Linked DNA regions of Mus musculus: region 1 is linked to region 2. The links are chromatin contacts, called in public HiChIP or PLAC-seq maps. All regions are on one chromosome and are shown on one strand. The core of a region is the stretch at or near the end of the contact, and the rest is flanking DNA. Distances in the headings are between cores, read along the strand shown.

Region 1 (3,397 bases), core at 730-3,229, 210 kb after region 2:
GTGTCCTTGTGTCACTTTCCAGTAGTCCCCACTGGACAGGACCTGATGGTCCAGCTCCTGGAACTCAGCCTGACTCGCCTTGAGTTCACAGGGATACTGTGATGCTGAAGGTGTGGGCCCAGGACTATTCCAGCCGCAACTTTCCCTGGCTTACTCCAGGTCTCTCATACACCCTCTGCCTCAGTTCAGAGGTCATTGATCCTGGGGCCGGGGGACACCCTAGCTGTGTCAGTCACTATGGGATAGTGTAGTGAATGCTGTAGATGGGTATCCTAGGCTTTCCTGGGTCTTTATTTGTCTCACCTGTGCAGGGGTATGTGCGGACCATGCTTCCGGGTTTCTGGGCTAGGTCCTACCTCCCTTTAGCCTCCTGCGCATCATCACAGCCAACCTGTATGGAGCACCTTTCTGGCCATATCTGACCATGGGAGTCTATGGCAAGTGTGACCTTCTCCTGATATCTACCCAGTAGTATCAGGCTTTAGATGAGTGCTCTTATGCAGCACGTACAACAAGCCGTCACTGCTGCTATTTGTCATTGTACAGGTCAGAAAAAGCTGTCCCGGGGCTGGGGAGATGGCTCAGTGGATAAGAGCATGGGCGGTAGCCGGGCAGTGGTGGCGTACGCCTTTAATCCCAGCACTTGGGAGGCAGAGGCAGGTGGATTTCTGAGTTCGAGGCCAGCCTGGTCTACAAAGTGAGTTCCAGGACAGCCAAGAAGATACAGAGAAACCCTGTATCGAAAAACCAAAAAAAAAAAAAAAAAAAGAGCATGAGTGGCTCTTCCAAAGATCCTGGGTTCAATTCCCAGCACCCACATGGCAGCTCATAGCTGCCTGTAACGCCAGTTCCAGAGGATCCAACACCCTCACACAGACACGCATGCAGTCAAACACCAAGGCACGTGAAAAGAAATAAAATTTAAAAAAAAAAAATAGGTCCAAACCCAGTAATATGGCTCAGGGGGTAAAGGTGTTTGCTGGGGACTTAAGGTCAATTCCTAGGCACCCACAGAAAGAATATGACTGACTCTTGAAGACTGTTCTCTGATGTGCTATTGTGCATACATGCACCACCACCACCACCACACACACACACACACACACACACACACACACACACACACACACACACACACACACAATTAGAATTAATAGTGCTGTTTTGTTTTGTTTTGAAGAAAAGGAGACCCAGGGAGGTTAGCTTACACATCTACAGTCACACAGCCTGGAAGAGACAGGGGCAGGCTTGAACCTGCACGCGTAAGGTGCAGTGCTGAGGGGTGCGCCTGAGGCTGTGGTCGCGGACAGGACACTTTCTCCTCTTCCACCTCTGTCTCCCAGTATGGCCCCCCTGTTTGTCTGCCAGCAGCCTATCCGTGTGCCTGTCTTTTTGTCTGTCCTGTCTCCCAGCATATCGGTTTTCCGTTTGTCTGTTCTGTCTGGAGACTGTCCCACCTGTGTCTTCCAACCTCTCCCTCCCACTCTGCCTGCCTATTTGATGTTTGTCTGTCCGCCTGTTTCCTGTATTATTGTTGTTCTATATGGAGGCTGTTCCAATGGGGTGTCCCAACGTTCCTTTCTGTTTGTTTGTCTGTCACCTCTCTACCTCTTTGTCTGTTGTCTGCCTGGTGCCCCCCCCCCCGCCCCTTTCTGTCAAGCCGGTCCACTTGTGTCTTCCCAGCATCGCCCTCTGTCTGCCTGTATGTCTGCCTACCTGTCTCGCAGCCTGTCCTTTTCCGTCTATCTCTTTTGTCTGGGGACTGTCCCGTCCACATTCCCTTGCTTCCCATCTCTTCCCTCCTCTCCCCATCCCCCGACTCGCGCCTCCACCCACGCTGCCCACAGCATCAAGATCTCAGCGAGCTCCGGACAGAGGCCAGACTGGGAACTACAAGTCCCGGCAGCCCGCGCGGCAGCGACGGACGCAGGCGCCGTGGAGGGGCGGGGCTTGACGGCCGCAGACTGCGGCACAGTTCCAGTCGCCGTCGCGTCTTGCAGGTGCTGCCCAGCCCGGCCCCTCCGCGGATCGCCGCAACCGGCGCCCCCCGACCGTGCCCCGGGGCCTCGCACGCCGAGCCCAGGCCGCGGGCCACAGCGGCCGGCGATGAGCGCGAGGAGCCGAAATGAGCGCAGGTGAGCGGCGGCCCGGCCCTCCCTTCGGGTCTCATCCCCAGGCCCCCAGAGACAGATTTAGGTTGCCGCTGCGCTCACCCTAGGGCCGGGGGTTCCTGCCCTCCCCATCCCCTCTGAATGCATTCGACCCTGAGTGACAGGTCCCAGTGATGGACGCGGTGCACCGCCGTGGGTCCTCTGTGCAGCACCCATATGTGCTACATGAACAGGATTAGGGAAGCCAGCTCTCTGCCGAGGCACAAATGCACTCCTGACCTACACAGAAAGCTTGCCAGTGGCCACATCCAAGGACCATATCCTGCATGCCCCCCCCCCATGCCAGAATGAGTGTCTTAGGCTGAAACCAAAATCCCACCAGATGCAGATGGTCTGCTAACCTCCGGGTGCTAGCATGTCTCTGTCTAGCCCAGTCCCCAACTTCCATCCGACAGTGTCTTAGGTGAGGAATGGAAAACAATAGGGGGCTACAATTCAACTTGTGATAAGAACAACGTCTTCCCCTTATGCACCAGACCCCTGACTCTGCACTTGAGCAAAGTCTCTAGCGTCTAGCATAGCACCTAGAATCTACATAAAGACCTCCTAGGCGCACACCCTCCCAGCTTGAGGGAAGCCATGAGCTCATGGCCATGGGGGAGCCACCAGAAGTAGATGCTGGTGCCCTGGGCCACTGATAGATTAGCAGCCGGAAGCTGGGTCTTCCGCAGGAAATAAGAGGTTCCCAAATGGCTTTGACTCCCACCCCTCAGCTCTACGGTGCTGGTGTGGCTGCCCCAGGGCTGGGAACTGGGCTCAAGCCTCGTCTCTGCCATGCGTGTCTTTATGTTGGTCTTTCATTCTTGGCCTGCCTTTTCTTGGGCTTTGTGTTTGGGTTTCTGGCTGAGTGCTGAGAAGGGTGTCAAACCTGGACCTTTTGCTCTACTGGAGCTATATTGTAATTTTGTTGTTGTTGTTGTTGTTGTTGTTTTGTTTTTTGAGATAGGGTTTCTCTCTGTAGCCCTGGCTGTTCTGGAACTCACTTTGTAGACCAGGCTGGCCTCGAACTCAGAAATCCGCCTGCCTCTGCCTCCCCAGTGCTGGGATTAAAGGCATGTGCCACCACACCCGGTGCAATCTTTGCATTATATTATTTAATCTTTTAAAGATTTGTTTTTAAAATGTTTGTGTGTGTATGTGTGTGTGTGGCTTTGAGGGGATTACAGAAGGTTGTGAATGCTGAAAAGCAAACTCATGTCCTCTAGGAGAGCTGACTGTACTCTTAA
Region 2 (3,842 bases), core at 1,000-3,499:
CATCTTTTGGCTCCACACCGCACTCAAGGATCAGAGAGCTACGTGGCACAGAGGCCGGACTTTCCTGGAGGACTGTGGGAAAAGGCTGGGTGGGGATGGTTTGGAGCCTGCCCTGGGGAGACAACACAGAATGACCAGAAAAGGGTTTTGATTTCGAGTATATTCCCCCTACCCCTATCCCTGCCATTCCTGTAAAAAGATCCCAGAGTGACTGAGGGCCAACTTCCTTTCACTCACTCAACAAACCAGAAAACCACTATGCACAAGGTCTGGCCCTCCCTGCACATGCAGGTGCCCCGCCCCCATGTGCGTGTGTACATGCGTAGCCACGGAGAAATTATCTACCTAATTCACGGCACTCATTTACCCCCAGCATAGGCTGGGGTTCCCATTGTGAACACAACACCTTCTAGTGTCACCTGGGGCCTCTCAAACCACAGGTGGCCTCTTCTTTGTCCCCTGGTCCCCATGCTTGTGGGGTTAGGCCTGAGTCCCTGACAGGGCCACAGAGCTTGGTAGCCCTGTTTAGGGGCTTGCTCATATAGCACTGCCTGGGAGGGGCAGTTAAAATGATTTATTGTCGGTCTGTCTATTTACTTATTTATGTCAGATCCTGGTGTGGCTCTATGAAAGGCCCAGGACTCGAGTTTGCGCCCCAGAACCGTGTGCTAAGCGCGGGGGTGCAGGCTTGCTCCCAGAGCTGGGAGGCAAAGGCAGGTTGAGCCCATGCCCTGAGAAGGGCAGAAGTTCTTCCAAGACCTCATGCAAGCGGCACAAGCTGCTGTCCCCCTCTACCCCCCGCAGTACAGCCCTCCCATTCTTGTATTCCCTTCTCACGGACGGGACATGCCCCAGTCTTGGCTCTTCCCGGGGGACAAACACCCACATTTTCATCAACACCCCTGTCTGATCAAATGCTCAGATCTCCCCATTTGAAAACCTCCATCAGGATCAGCAAGATGGCTCGGTGGACAAAGGCGCCTGCTGCCAAGCCTGCCGACCTGAGTCCTGGAGCTCACATGGTGAGAGGAGAGCTGACTCCCACAGGCTGGCTGCCGACCTCGGTACACAGAGCCTGAGGAATGACACCTGAGTTTGTCCTGGCCTCCGCAGGCTCCCACACACCCCTGCATCTACAGACAATAAGAGCACTTGTGACCTAGACTTAAGGCGAGAGCTAGCCTGGGATCCTGGCGAGGATGCTGGGCTAGCTCTGGCCTCTGGCCTCTACTCGGCACCCACTTTCAAGCAGCTTGTCCTCTGGGAGTGGGCGCCTCTGATGATACCAGGCTTTCCCTTCCTTGTGTCCTCAGCCTCTCACCAGTGGCCTGTGAGCCACCCAGACCGCCAGTGCTTTCCTGCTGCTGGGGTCAGACAGTCACTGACCCACTGACCCTGGGCACCTCCCAGAGGCCTTTATGGACATCACTTGGGTCACGATGCCCAGCTCTGTGGGGGAAGCTGCTGCAATTCCCACATGAAAGGCTGCATCAGACTCCACCCACGAGGCTTCCTCCATTGTCCTAGGTGACCCGGAACCTGGCAGAGGTCACAGTGCTCAGTAAGTACTCAGGTTATATTTGTTGAATGTACAAGGGAATGGAAAAAATGAACAACAAATGAACTGTTGGGGATCTGATCTGCCCAGTACTGTACAGAGTACCTAACAAACAGTACCTCAGAGTATTTAACAAACAACACCACGGAATACCTAACAAACAGCACTGTGGAGTACCTAACAAACAGCACCTCAGAGTACTTAACAAACAGCACCATGGAGTACTTAACAAACAGCACCATAGAGTGCTTAACAAACACATTTGGAGTTGCCACACTTAATCCTTAAAGTCATTTCATGAGGTAAGGTAAATCAGGCCCAGCTGCCCAAGCCCTCCCCACCGTCAGCCTACAGCAGGGACTGTTTCTCCCTTGTTAGGCAGCCCTGTAATTCCTTGCATTGAGTGCCAGGCAGTTGTATTTATACCTCACAGAGAACTAATTGGCACGATAGGCCCCACACCTCTGGCTTATCTCTCTAGCAGATCTCTTGCCCAGAACCTGAGCTGGGCCAGCAGCGCCCAGCTCCTGCCTGCCCCAAACTGCCCCCACAGGCCCAGGATCTCTGCCCCTCTCACCCGCGGACATCCAGCGGGGTCGCTGTGCCCACCACACACACGGCGTGAGTGGGCTGCTCGGGGGCCACGTGGATCACCGCGCCTTGGGCCATCCTTGCTCGCTCGGTCAGCAGGCAGCAGGAAGCCCCTGGGCTGGTTCCTTTATAGTGCCAGGCGAGCCCATGAGTCAGCACCTGCCCTGCCCCGGAGGCCCAGCCCCTCTCCACTCAGGTGCCCCAGTGGCTGCACAGCCTCCTCTACCCTGGGCCACCCAGGACCCCCCCACCCACCCATGGGTGTCCACAGTGAAGCCTGCAACAGCAGAAGAGTGGGGCACTCGGAAGCCTGTGAGGGGAGAGCACAGGCTATGCCCTTAGCCACCCCTGCCTGGGCCAGGACTGCACATCTTGCCCAAGCACACTTAACAAGACATTGGAAAGAAGGGGAGAAAGGCAGGAGAAGGCTAAACAGAAGGCTATTCTGGGCGTGGCTGAGGTCGCCGCCCTACCCCCCACTCTTCTCTTCGGGACTTGCTCTCCGCTGAAATGCTCCCAGGACAGTCTGTGAAACTCAAGCTGTTGCAGTCCCTTCCCCCACTTCATCCTTGAAGCATCTCTGAGGTCAGCTCACATCATCACACCCACTTTCCAGATGAAGAAACTGAGGCCCAGGGTAGAGGAGGCTCTGCAGCCAGTAAGGATTTGAACAGAAGCTGGCCACAGGGTAGGGCCTTTATTAGCAGTCTGTCCTGGTGACGTGGTCTTTTCAAACCTTAAGACAAAGGCTTCTCACTGTAACACCAAGCATCCGAGGGCAGTTGACTGCCAGCCCATTTTATAGAAGGGAAAGCTGAAGCACAGAGAGGAAAAAGTAGTGGGGGCCATGGGCACGGCTGGGAGGGGAAACCATGTTACCCAACCTAGAGGTGAGGTTTGCTGCATACCCTGGGTATCTGCCTCTACAGGACCTCCCCCAGAAGACCAGATGGTGCGGGTGTGGGCCGCGCCCGCCCTGAGGGCACTCATGAGGGCTCTGCACCTGGTGCCAGGGCTGTCTGCTCATGGGGTGAACTGGGGGTGGGGATGACAAGTCCTAACAGGGAGCACCCAGAGAGGGTGTGTCTGTCTCGGAGGCTGCCGAGAGCACAGGGTGTTTGGGGGGCTGTAGGGTCTCCTTTGGCTCCACATCAAAGGCCGCAGGATTCGGTAGACCTGAGCCCATGGCCTCCTGGCCAGCGTCCCCAGAGCTCAGCACATGTGTGTGCTGGACAGGAGGCTACTGGGGGTCTGAGAGGCCAAAAAAAGGCTCCTGGGTCCCGTGATCCCTAAATAGGAGTTAGGACCAGGGTCCCTTTCTGTCCTCAGGGGGTTTGGTACAGGAGCCAGGCCACCAGCCATAGTATAAAGACATGGTAGGAGTCTGTTTTGTCCCTCCTGTCCCTCCACCATGTGAGTCCTGGGCATTGAACCCCAGGTCACCAAGCTTTCTGGCAAATATCATCTCCCTGGTCCCCAGCCTGATTTTTTTTTATTTTTATTTTTTGTTTTTTTCAAGACAGGGTTTCTCTGTATAGCCCTGGCTGTCCTAGAACTCACTCTGTAGACCAGGCTGGCCTTGAACTCAGAAATCCGCCTGCCTCTGCCTCCCAAGTGCTGGGATTAAAGGTGTGCGCCACCACCGCCCGGCCCCTGAGTTTTGAGACAGGATCTCTCATTGGCCGCAACCCAC

The links. HiChIP or PLAC-seq counts read pairs in DNA pulled down with a chosen protein or histone mark.
Region 1: an H3K4me3 HiChIP or PLAC-seq map of stem cell-derived neural progenitor cells shows a contact between it and region 2, with 4 times the contacts expected there. The contact joins the promoter of Atp13a2 here to the promoter of Padi4 in region 2. A contact is called at or near these places in 3 of 39 promoter capture datasets (embryonic stem cells, pre-B cells and stem cell-derived epiblast-like cells), 6 of 115 datasets of contacts at active chromatin or transcription factors (double positive thymocytes, embryonic stem cells, large pre-B cells and 3 more) and 2 of 9 other capture datasets (adipose tissue and liver).

What each region holds. Positions count from the first base shown.
Region 1 is chr4:140,984,942-140,988,338 of GRCm38.p6, forward strand. It overlaps Atp13a2 (ATPase type 13A2), which reads left to right and starts at 1,980. Exons shown (of 29, transcript NM_029097.3): 1 at 1,980-2,135. The coding sequence starts at 2,126.
Region 2 is chr4:140,771,954-140,775,795 of GRCm38.p6, forward strand. It overlaps Padi4 (peptidyl arginine deiminase, type IV), which reads right to left and starts at 2,250. Exons shown (of 16, transcript NM_011061.2): 1 at 2,136-2,250. The coding sequence starts at 2,227.